3 separate regions of the Mus musculus genome follow, and regions 1 and 3 are each linked to region 2. A link is a contact called in public Hi-C and HiChIP or PLAC-seq data. All regions are on one chromosome and are shown on one strand. The core of a region is the stretch at or near the end of the contact, and the rest is flanking DNA. Distances in the headings are between cores, read along the strand shown.

What was found. Hi-C and Micro-C count contacts between places; a contact is called where the count stands out from the background. HiChIP or PLAC-seq counts read pairs in DNA pulled down with a chosen protein or histone mark.
Region 1: a Hi-C map of cranial neural crest shows a contact between it and region 2, with 2.7 times the contacts expected there. The contact joins two enhancer-like sites. A contact is called at or near these places in 1 of 15 datasets of contacts at CTCF or cohesin (pro-B cells), 4 of 484 Hi-C or Micro-C datasets (Sertoli cells, cardiomyocytes, cranial neural crest and 1 more) and 1 of 9 other capture datasets (embryonic trunk).
Region 3: an H3K4me3 HiChIP or PLAC-seq map of craniofacial prominence shows a contact between it and region 2, with 4 times the contacts expected there. The contact joins the promoter of Osr1 here to the enhancer-like site in region 2. A contact is called at or near these places in 5 of 39 promoter capture datasets (the 3T3-L1 cell line, cranial neural crest, maxillary cranial neural crest and 2 more), 2 of 484 Hi-C or Micro-C datasets (embryonic fibroblasts and palatal mesenchyme), 1 of 115 datasets of contacts at active chromatin or transcription factors (craniofacial prominence) and 2 of 9 other capture datasets (adipose tissue and liver).

What each region holds. Positions count from the first base shown.
Region 1 is chr12:9,177,436-9,180,135 of GRCm38.p6, reverse strand. No RefSeq gene overlaps it. Among named protein-coding and RNA genes, the nearest start is that of Ttc32, 150 kb to the right of the region's middle. Within about 2 kb of position 1,250, at least 11 of the 459 cell types and tissues checked have an H3K27ac peak or open chromatin away from gene starts, as enhancers often do.
Region 2 is chr12:9,337,663-9,340,362 of GRCm38.p6, reverse strand. No RefSeq gene overlaps it. Among named protein-coding and RNA genes, the nearest start is that of Gm46323, 32 kb to the left of the region's middle. Within about 2 kb of position 1,257, at least 35 of the 459 cell types and tissues checked have an H3K27ac peak or open chromatin away from gene starts, as enhancers often do. A contact at or near this core is called in craniofacial prominence and second pharyngeal arch cranial neural crest, where this site is marked.
Region 3 is chr12:9,573,081-9,575,783 of GRCm38.p6, reverse strand. It overlaps Osr1 (odd-skipped related transcription factor 1), which reads right to left and starts at 1,342. Exons shown (of 3, transcript NM_011859.3): 1 at 1,042-1,342.

The DNA.
Region 1 (2,700 bases), core at 1-2,500, 160 kb after region 2:
ACCAACTAATAGTCTCCATTAATGAGAGTTCCCATCTCTCCTCCCAAAGCTCACATTTTTAAGTGCTTCTGAAGGTTCTCATATGCCATGCACATACCTATGTATACCTCAACCCTTTCCCTCTCCAACTGAATACATCTACCTTTGCTCTGTCAATACAACTGGGAGTGAGGCAGCAAAAGGCCGAGGGAGCCAAGGTTGTGTTATCACACATGAAATCCTCATAGTGGCAAGACCTGTGGGTTCCTTCTTTCACATGGCACCTCTCAACCTCACCTCCCCACTCTCTGTCTGCCTGCTGAAGTGCCCCATCCCCATCTCATCTTTTGCCTATATCATACAAGCTTGCGCTCTTCAATAAATCTTCTATGAATTCTAGAAGAGGGTTGACTTGTCCATCTTAATATCTGTAATGATAAGAAGTTAAGAGAAGATGCCCCACTGCTCCACAAATGTCAGATAGTTGGATGCATGCATGCATACCAAAAATGTATACAAGTCTAAGCTGGAAATTTTCCTATTCAAGTGGCCCATGAATATAAAGCCTCCCTTAAAAGTCATCATAGGTGACAGTGTGACAGTGACAGATGTGAATAGAGGAAACTCTTCACAGTTCTCCTATGGAAGATCCCAAATCCACCCGTCCTACCAGCACAACCTACTAGATGCCAAGGCAGTTAAAAAGTGAGCATCCTTGTTAATGAAGGCATCTCTCTGATTTTCCACACACCATCCGCAAGGACATCCAAAGTCAAGAGCACAGACCATTCCATCCAAAGACCATCACATGCGTCAGGGAGCTGAGGTTTGAAAACTTGGGTTTCCTGCTTCTCAGCCAGGGCTTCCTTGTCATATCAGGCAGCTGAGCCTAGAAGAGGTTTCTAGTGTAAAAATCACCCATGGCCAGGGCCTGGGACTCGCAAGCATGAGGATATTATGAAGGCCACCATTACCAAGCATAAGCTTCCTGCTGAGGCCACTGAGTAGAGGAAATAATAACGGAGATTGAAAGGCTCTCTGTATTTGACCCTCTGCGACCCCGTCATTTTTTCAGTAGAACCCGATAGGGATCAGCCACATCTGCTCTCAATAGCAAATGTAAAAAATGACCTGCAGATTTAAGGTCTGAAAAACATAAACTTGTGTTAAAAGACTGACAAAAAAAATCCCTGCTCTCGATAGGATGATGTCATTCAGCTACAGACCCGTTGCAATAACAATCGTCCGTCAGATTCCATGCCCAGGACCTGAGCTCTTCCCTCCTGGGACTCCCAGCAGCCTTTGTCCCACTGTGTGTCAGCTATGCAGTGGTCACATGGAAGTTCAGGGAGCCCCCCAGCCTGCATAATTAAGGTTGGGCTGCTAAACTTGCCTGTACCCTGAGCAGCAGAGAAGATCAACTTACTTCACTCTTCCTTTCAAACATTCAGAGAGCTGAAGGGGGGGGCATATTCTAAGTAAGCTCAGAACAAACTCAGGGAACTGGGGAATAGACCACAGCTGGCCAGGGGTCAAGAGGACTTTAAAAGTTAGGAAGCTCCTTGTTAGCCACGTGGATGAGACCCTCCAGGCCACTTACTCTGCTGTGTGCAGAAGCCAGAGGTCTTCAGGCTGACCCGAGGGTCCATCTGCCTAGAGGAAGTAATGGTTGCCTCCCTCCTCTATATATAACCCTGCCTCCCCATCCCCATCCCTACCCCCACTCCCGTCCCACCCCCACCCCCATCCCCATCTCCACCCCTACCCCCATCCCCATCCCCACCCCTAACCCCATCCCATCCATCACTCTCTCAACTGGACTGTGCTGGGGTATTCCCAACTCAGATGGAACTCTGAAAGGGAAGCTTATAGTGCCCCAGACAGCATGAATCAACCACTGTGATCTCCATTATGCAAAGTCCCATGCCTATTATCCACAAGCATGAGAGCTCCCACCAAAGACATTGTCCTGCCCCAGGCACTGTCTATAGAGTTCAGAACAACTCAGGTAAGGACTCGGTTTCTGGGAGCATACAAGCCAAGAGGAAATGTCTCCATGAACATTGCATTACTCTAACAAAGGGCCTAATATAATCAACTTTAAAAGATGAAAGGTTCACTGTCCTGTAGGCTTTGATCCATGCCCAGTTGGTCTTGTTGCTTGGGACCTGTGGCAAGGCAGTGTGTCATGGTGATAGTATAGGTGGCAAAATCATACACTTCTAAGCAGAGATGTGTAAGAGAGAACTGGGTCAGTGTCCCAATATTCACTTCAAGGGGAATACCTCTCGTGATATAAAATCTTTCACGAGACCTTACCTTTTAAATTTCTGGAGACTAATCCTTTCTGAGTAGGCTTTGGGGACACATTTTAGATCCAAATAATTATAGTTGGCAATATTCTTTGGCATCACAGAGATGCGAGAGGGCTGAGGAAGTGAATTTTGCCTTTTGTAGACTTCTGCCAACTGTGATGCTACTACATAGGGTCACAGCACAGCTCAGGGCTCAGACATAACCCACGAGGGAAAAGGCCTGTGCTGGCGTTTGATTTCTTCAAGATAGAGGAATCCATTAAGCATCTACTGTGTGCCATATACCACTGCTTACCTGTACATCTATCCCCTATGTTCCAGGTCTATTTGACCCAGACATGATCACGTGGAAAGCTCACAAGTCATCTCTTGGTGGGTGTGTTTGTTTCTGTTCCACCCATAACAA
Region 2 (2,700 bases), core at 8-2,507:
ACTTAAAGGAATACACAGGCTTTCTTTTGAAATCAGAAATTATGTGAAGCAAGGAGAGCATCATAAAAGCTTATTGATTTCCCAAACCCACTGCATACAAGTATTTTTAAACCATGATTCACATAAGGGATACATTTGACACATCAAGAGAAACTGGAAACCAGGCTCTGTGCAGCCACATCAGATACTGCTCTGAGCCCGGTTTGTTTACCATTACAAAGTGAAAAGAAATTTGCTTCTGCCTCCCTGAGCCTTCTCCCTCAAGCAGGGCGATTTTTATTGATTTTGTCCTCTAGAAATAAAGTGCCAACAGCCACCATAAATCCATCTTTGCCTTTCTATTCTGTGCATCACTCAACCATCGTGCAGGGCATTGACCCAAATGCAGTGAGCATCCTGCACCACTTCTGAAGTGATTTTGTTCTGAAGTAAGCTTAGGTTTAGGCCTTCGGTCTCCTTAATAGATCCTTCAACTGCAAGATACTCCCGTAGAACAAGTGGAGTTGCAGAGAACTGGACAGCCAGCCCCTTGGTGGATAGGGATCCCCTCTTTGGAGGCTGATACTGGGCTGCAGAGAAGACAGGCCTAAGAGCTGAGAGAGGAAGCTCAGCCATACGATAATCTCTTGGCATCTGTACCTTCTTTGTCTCCACCATCCTCACTCCTCATCGCCAGCATCAGACTGGGACTCACTAACACACATGGAGGTGAACTCTCAGAAGAGAAATATACATACTGCATGTCTCATTCGGCCACGGCAACTGCCACCCCAACAAATAAACATACATCAAGTGGTTGGCTTAGCATAGCTCGCTCGAAGCTCCTGGTTGTTAATACCTAAAACAAAGCAGAAAGCTAGCAATATCCCAGTTGAACCCTAAGACTGCTCCAACGACAAAGGGAAAGAATGAGAAGCGGGGTAAAGCCCAAAGAATCAGACAGTAGTGAATGCGGTTCCAGGGGGTCTCATGGAAACCTCGCGCTCACGTTTAATTTGCCCATCCTGAAGTATTTTTTCCTAGTAATGCCAAATGCCATAATGCTCTCTGTCAGTGACTTGAAATTATTCTATGAGCTACATATCGGGTACACTATTGTTAATGAAATGCACACAAGATGATGAACAACTTCCTTTTCCTGCTGGAGCTCCAGCTGCAACCAGTGCCTGGATCCTTCGTGCTGTAAATCAGCCCTTTGTACTCCAGGAGGATTCAATGAGCTGCAGGTGTGGGCTTGGGGAAGGCCGCCTGGGATTAAGTAGCAGCATTTGATATGAGATCCCAAACAGCACTGGCAATCTACACACCACATGCGGCCACGGGCTTTGGAGAAAGCGAAGGAAGAACGCTGATGAAATGTGGCACGGGACCATGGAATGCAATGTCAAGCTTTCACATCTGCAGGAAAAGAAAGAGAGTTCCTAATTTTACAGTGATGATGTCATTGAGAATTCATGACAGTGGAAATGATGGGCCAAGGTTTGCAAACTCAACCACCTCAGAGGGTGCTAACCCAAGGCTGTGAGCTTTTGAAATGGTAGTGTGGGTGGATTTGAAATGCCAATTTGCCTTCTTGGCTGGAGGCATCACTGAGTGGTGTGTGTGTGTGTGTGTGTGTGTGTGTGTAAGATAAGAGAGAGACAGGGAGAAGGAGAGTCTGTGCACCTATGAATGTGTGCATGTGTGCTTTGTTTGCAGGCTCAGGAGAGAGAAAGAAGTTGTATGTGAACGGATATGCTTTGTACATACATGAAAAGCCAGTCCCTCGGATGCCGAATATGTCCTTAGCAATATAACGTGTGTAATTCAGCATAAAACACTGCTAACTGTCCTTAACAACAATATATTTTTAAAAGATTGATTTCAGACTCTAGAAAAATTCACTAGCCAAGAAAAACCATCACAGTTGTCCACCTCCTCCCACAGGGGAACCACCAAAAAAGACTTCTTTTTTAAACAAGTTCTTTTTTCTATTCAGGACTGAAGAGACACCAAAACCAGGGTAGTTTTATGATTAGCATATGAATAAAATACATTGAAGAAAACACATCTTTAATTTTTAAGGGTCTGTTTTTCATTAGCTTATCTTGATAGTTTAAGTTAATCATTATTTTCAACCATATATGATTTAGATATTATGTCATTAATTCATGTACAGTCCATCTGAGTAATGACTGTGGTTTTCTACTTTACAAATTCATCTACTTCACCAAGAAACCAGAAGAGTCGAATTCCAAGCAACATCTGGTTTCCATTGAATGTAATTGCCATTTGCAGAGTTATAATCATGTGTTATTGTAAGGACCACAGTGTCAATCACTCCCCTAATGGGGAAAATTCAATGCCTAAATACCTGAGAGAACAAGAAGCTGACTTAAACAGGTGCATTCAGACACTGGGTTTTAAGTAGAATTCTAGCCTACCCATTTAAATAAATCATTTTAAGGAGAAACAATATTCCTTCCATCCCCTGTAGCAAGGGAAAGCATAAAACCCAGGGCCTCAATCTTCCGTGCTCACTTCCAGTACTGTATCATGTTTAATCTTTAAAAAAAAAAACTGTACAAATATGCCCATATTGTACCGAATCCTTATGTTCCATATACTAGTGGGAACTCCCAAAGGGCAGTGTGAATTTTGAAGACTTCCTGGGGAAGGAGCCATCGTCTGGTCCTTCCTGTCTTCCATGAACACAGTCAT
Region 3 (2,703 bases), core at 93-2,592, 240 kb before region 2:
CTAACCTCTGCTCCGGAGCCCACCCGGCTTGTGCAGCAGGGGCTGTTGAGGGAGGACGCGGGAGATTTTTGTTTGTTTGTTTTTTGGTTTTTAATCAAGGATACTGCTGGTGGAAGGTAAGATTCCTTCAGCAAGCAGCCGCCCTTGTCTCTCTCATTTTGACTTCCCATCTTTTCCCCTTAAACCTGGATTAGGCTACTACCAAAGGAGCAAAATAGAATCCCCACGCTAGAGGTATCTGCAGCCTCCTGATTGTTCTGCTTCTGGGTCGTCCGGTTCTCCAGTTAGAAAACAATGTTCGTTTGTGTCCCCCACCCCCAGCATAGTTCTCCCTACACCAGAGACAATCGAAGGTTATGATTTGCAGGCCTGGGGACACACTGAAACCCTCTAATAGAGACCATCCCAAGCAGAGTCCAATTGTGAGGTGGATGTCAGACTCGCAGCAGCCCTGTGGTCCTGGGGTTTGAAGGCTTCGAGTCTAAAGTACAACTCTGCAAAAGAAGAATTCGTTTTAAAGCCCAACAGAGTTGGGGCAATGCACCTGTCCAGGATGCTGAAAGCTTAGGTTATGACCATCAACACTTTCTCCCCTCTTCCTCAGCTAAGGGGGGATAAGTCTGAATTAAAAGGCACCCTGCAGGAAAAAAAAAAAAGTTTGTGTTCTCTGAAGTTGCTCTAGTTTCTTAAGGGAAGCCTGCAGAGTGCCTTATAAAATCTGTGGGCACCTTACTAGAATACTGGAATTCTAGCTAGCCAAACACGGCTGCACTCAATGGCTCAGGCCCTTCTGTCTCCTTCCTTCCTCCCGAGGTCAGAGGCCAACAAGGACCCAGAGTTAGAAGTCTTTGAACCAGCATCCCCATCAACTCTACGTTGCAACTGCTCTCACTTTCACGGAGATCTTGCAGCCTTCCTTTGGCCAAAAGAACCGCCTTTGAGGACACTGAAAAGAGGAGGCACCAGCTACAACAGGGAACCAGAAGTGAATCTTGCGGGCTTTCGCCTCGCTGAGCCCAGGCGCCCCAGGGCTGCAGTTACCTTGTTCCGCCGCGGTCCCAGGGCAGAGCGCGTCTGTGAGGGTCGCTGCGCTGGACTTGAGTGACCAGAGACTCTGGAGCCGACTGGCACCCCTGGCGAACTAGACTTCTGACGCTTCTGTAGCTGCGGTGACTCCAAGAGTCGGACACGCGGGAGCGCTTCACAGCCCCGGAGTTCTACCCGCCGGGGTCTGCTGAGCCTCGCTCCTGGCTCCCTTTCTGAATCTGAACCAGTGCCGGCGAGAACTTGCTGGGGAGAGGCCGAGCTACGTCTCACTCATCCCTTAGCACCGAGCCGCCTACTTATTTTAATCCACCTCCCCCTAACCCCCCTCCCCTTGCCGTGCGATTTCTCCCCTCCCTCCCCTGCCCCCCAACTCTGCCTGCGCCTGCGCATTGGGAAACAAAGTTTTGCTGACCCGGGCAGCGGACTTTGGCAGCTGTGCTAGCCTGCCTTCTGCTTCTCCTGACCGGTGTCCCCTCCCTGATAATCCCACTCGACACTTTCTGTGTGTGTGTGTGTGTGTGTGTGTGTGTGTGTGTGTTTCTAAGACACATAAGATCAAGCAGTAGAAGAAACATATCTTACGGATAAGAGAGGACTAGAACCGAGCATTTCGGAGTTCTGTTCTGGAGCTTTGGGACCTATGGTGGCACCACCTATGAAAGCGGATAGGAGCCTAGGGTGTCCCCACACCAGCACCTTAGGCATACACTCAATTTGTAATCTGACAAAGTCGCTGCCGCTCTTCTTAAGATTTCCTCCTAGAAGTGACAGACTCCTGGTGTGGAGCAGCGCTCCTGACACCAAATAGTGCTTGAGACCTGGGCAGCGATTCTAGCAGAGCTGGCTGGTTCCTGGTGCGGAAGGACAGAGATTACTGACTGCGCGAGCCATAACATCCGAGTGCCTATGGCTGACCACAGACTCTGGGGTGTGGAGTTCCACAGAAACGTCCATGGCAGAGCGTATGAGGAGAAGAAGAGCTAGTTACTTGAACTGCAGACCTCCCCGGAATTCCATTCTAAAGCTCCAATCACATATTCTTTTTAGAGTGGATGGGAGTTTTAAAGAGCAGCTAAAGGCACTGGGACCCCTGGGCCTGCGGGGCTGGTTTGGGTGGAGTTTGTAGAGGGAGTTGGGACCTAGAACAACTACATCCTTGCTGTCTGCTTCTTACACAGCCCCAAATACCTCTTTACTATTGATCCCTGGAACTGACCTAAGGCTGACCCCAGTCAGCTGTCATTCCTCCCTACCACCTTTCTGGAATGCCTTACCTGGCTTTTTCATGGAAGATGGTGAGGTTTTCTGACTTCCTGACTTTGCCCCAAAGTTACTACTGCAGAGTGGCTCTTGTCACACACACACACACACACACACACACACACACACACACACACACTTCCTGGGGAGTAGGTGCCACTCTCACACATTGAAACAGTCCTTTTGGAAGAGTCACCTACTCCTCAGCTTTACTGTGCAAGACTGATCCCATGTGATCTCTTGAGGTAGCAGGAGTTTGATTCCTAATATAGGGAGTGATGATGGAGGATGGGCCACATCCCTCCTCCCACCTGCATAATTGAAACAGACTTGGTATTCGCAAACTTTTAGAATGGAACATAGCTTCCAGACTCTGGCTAACTTTGGCTAGAGCAG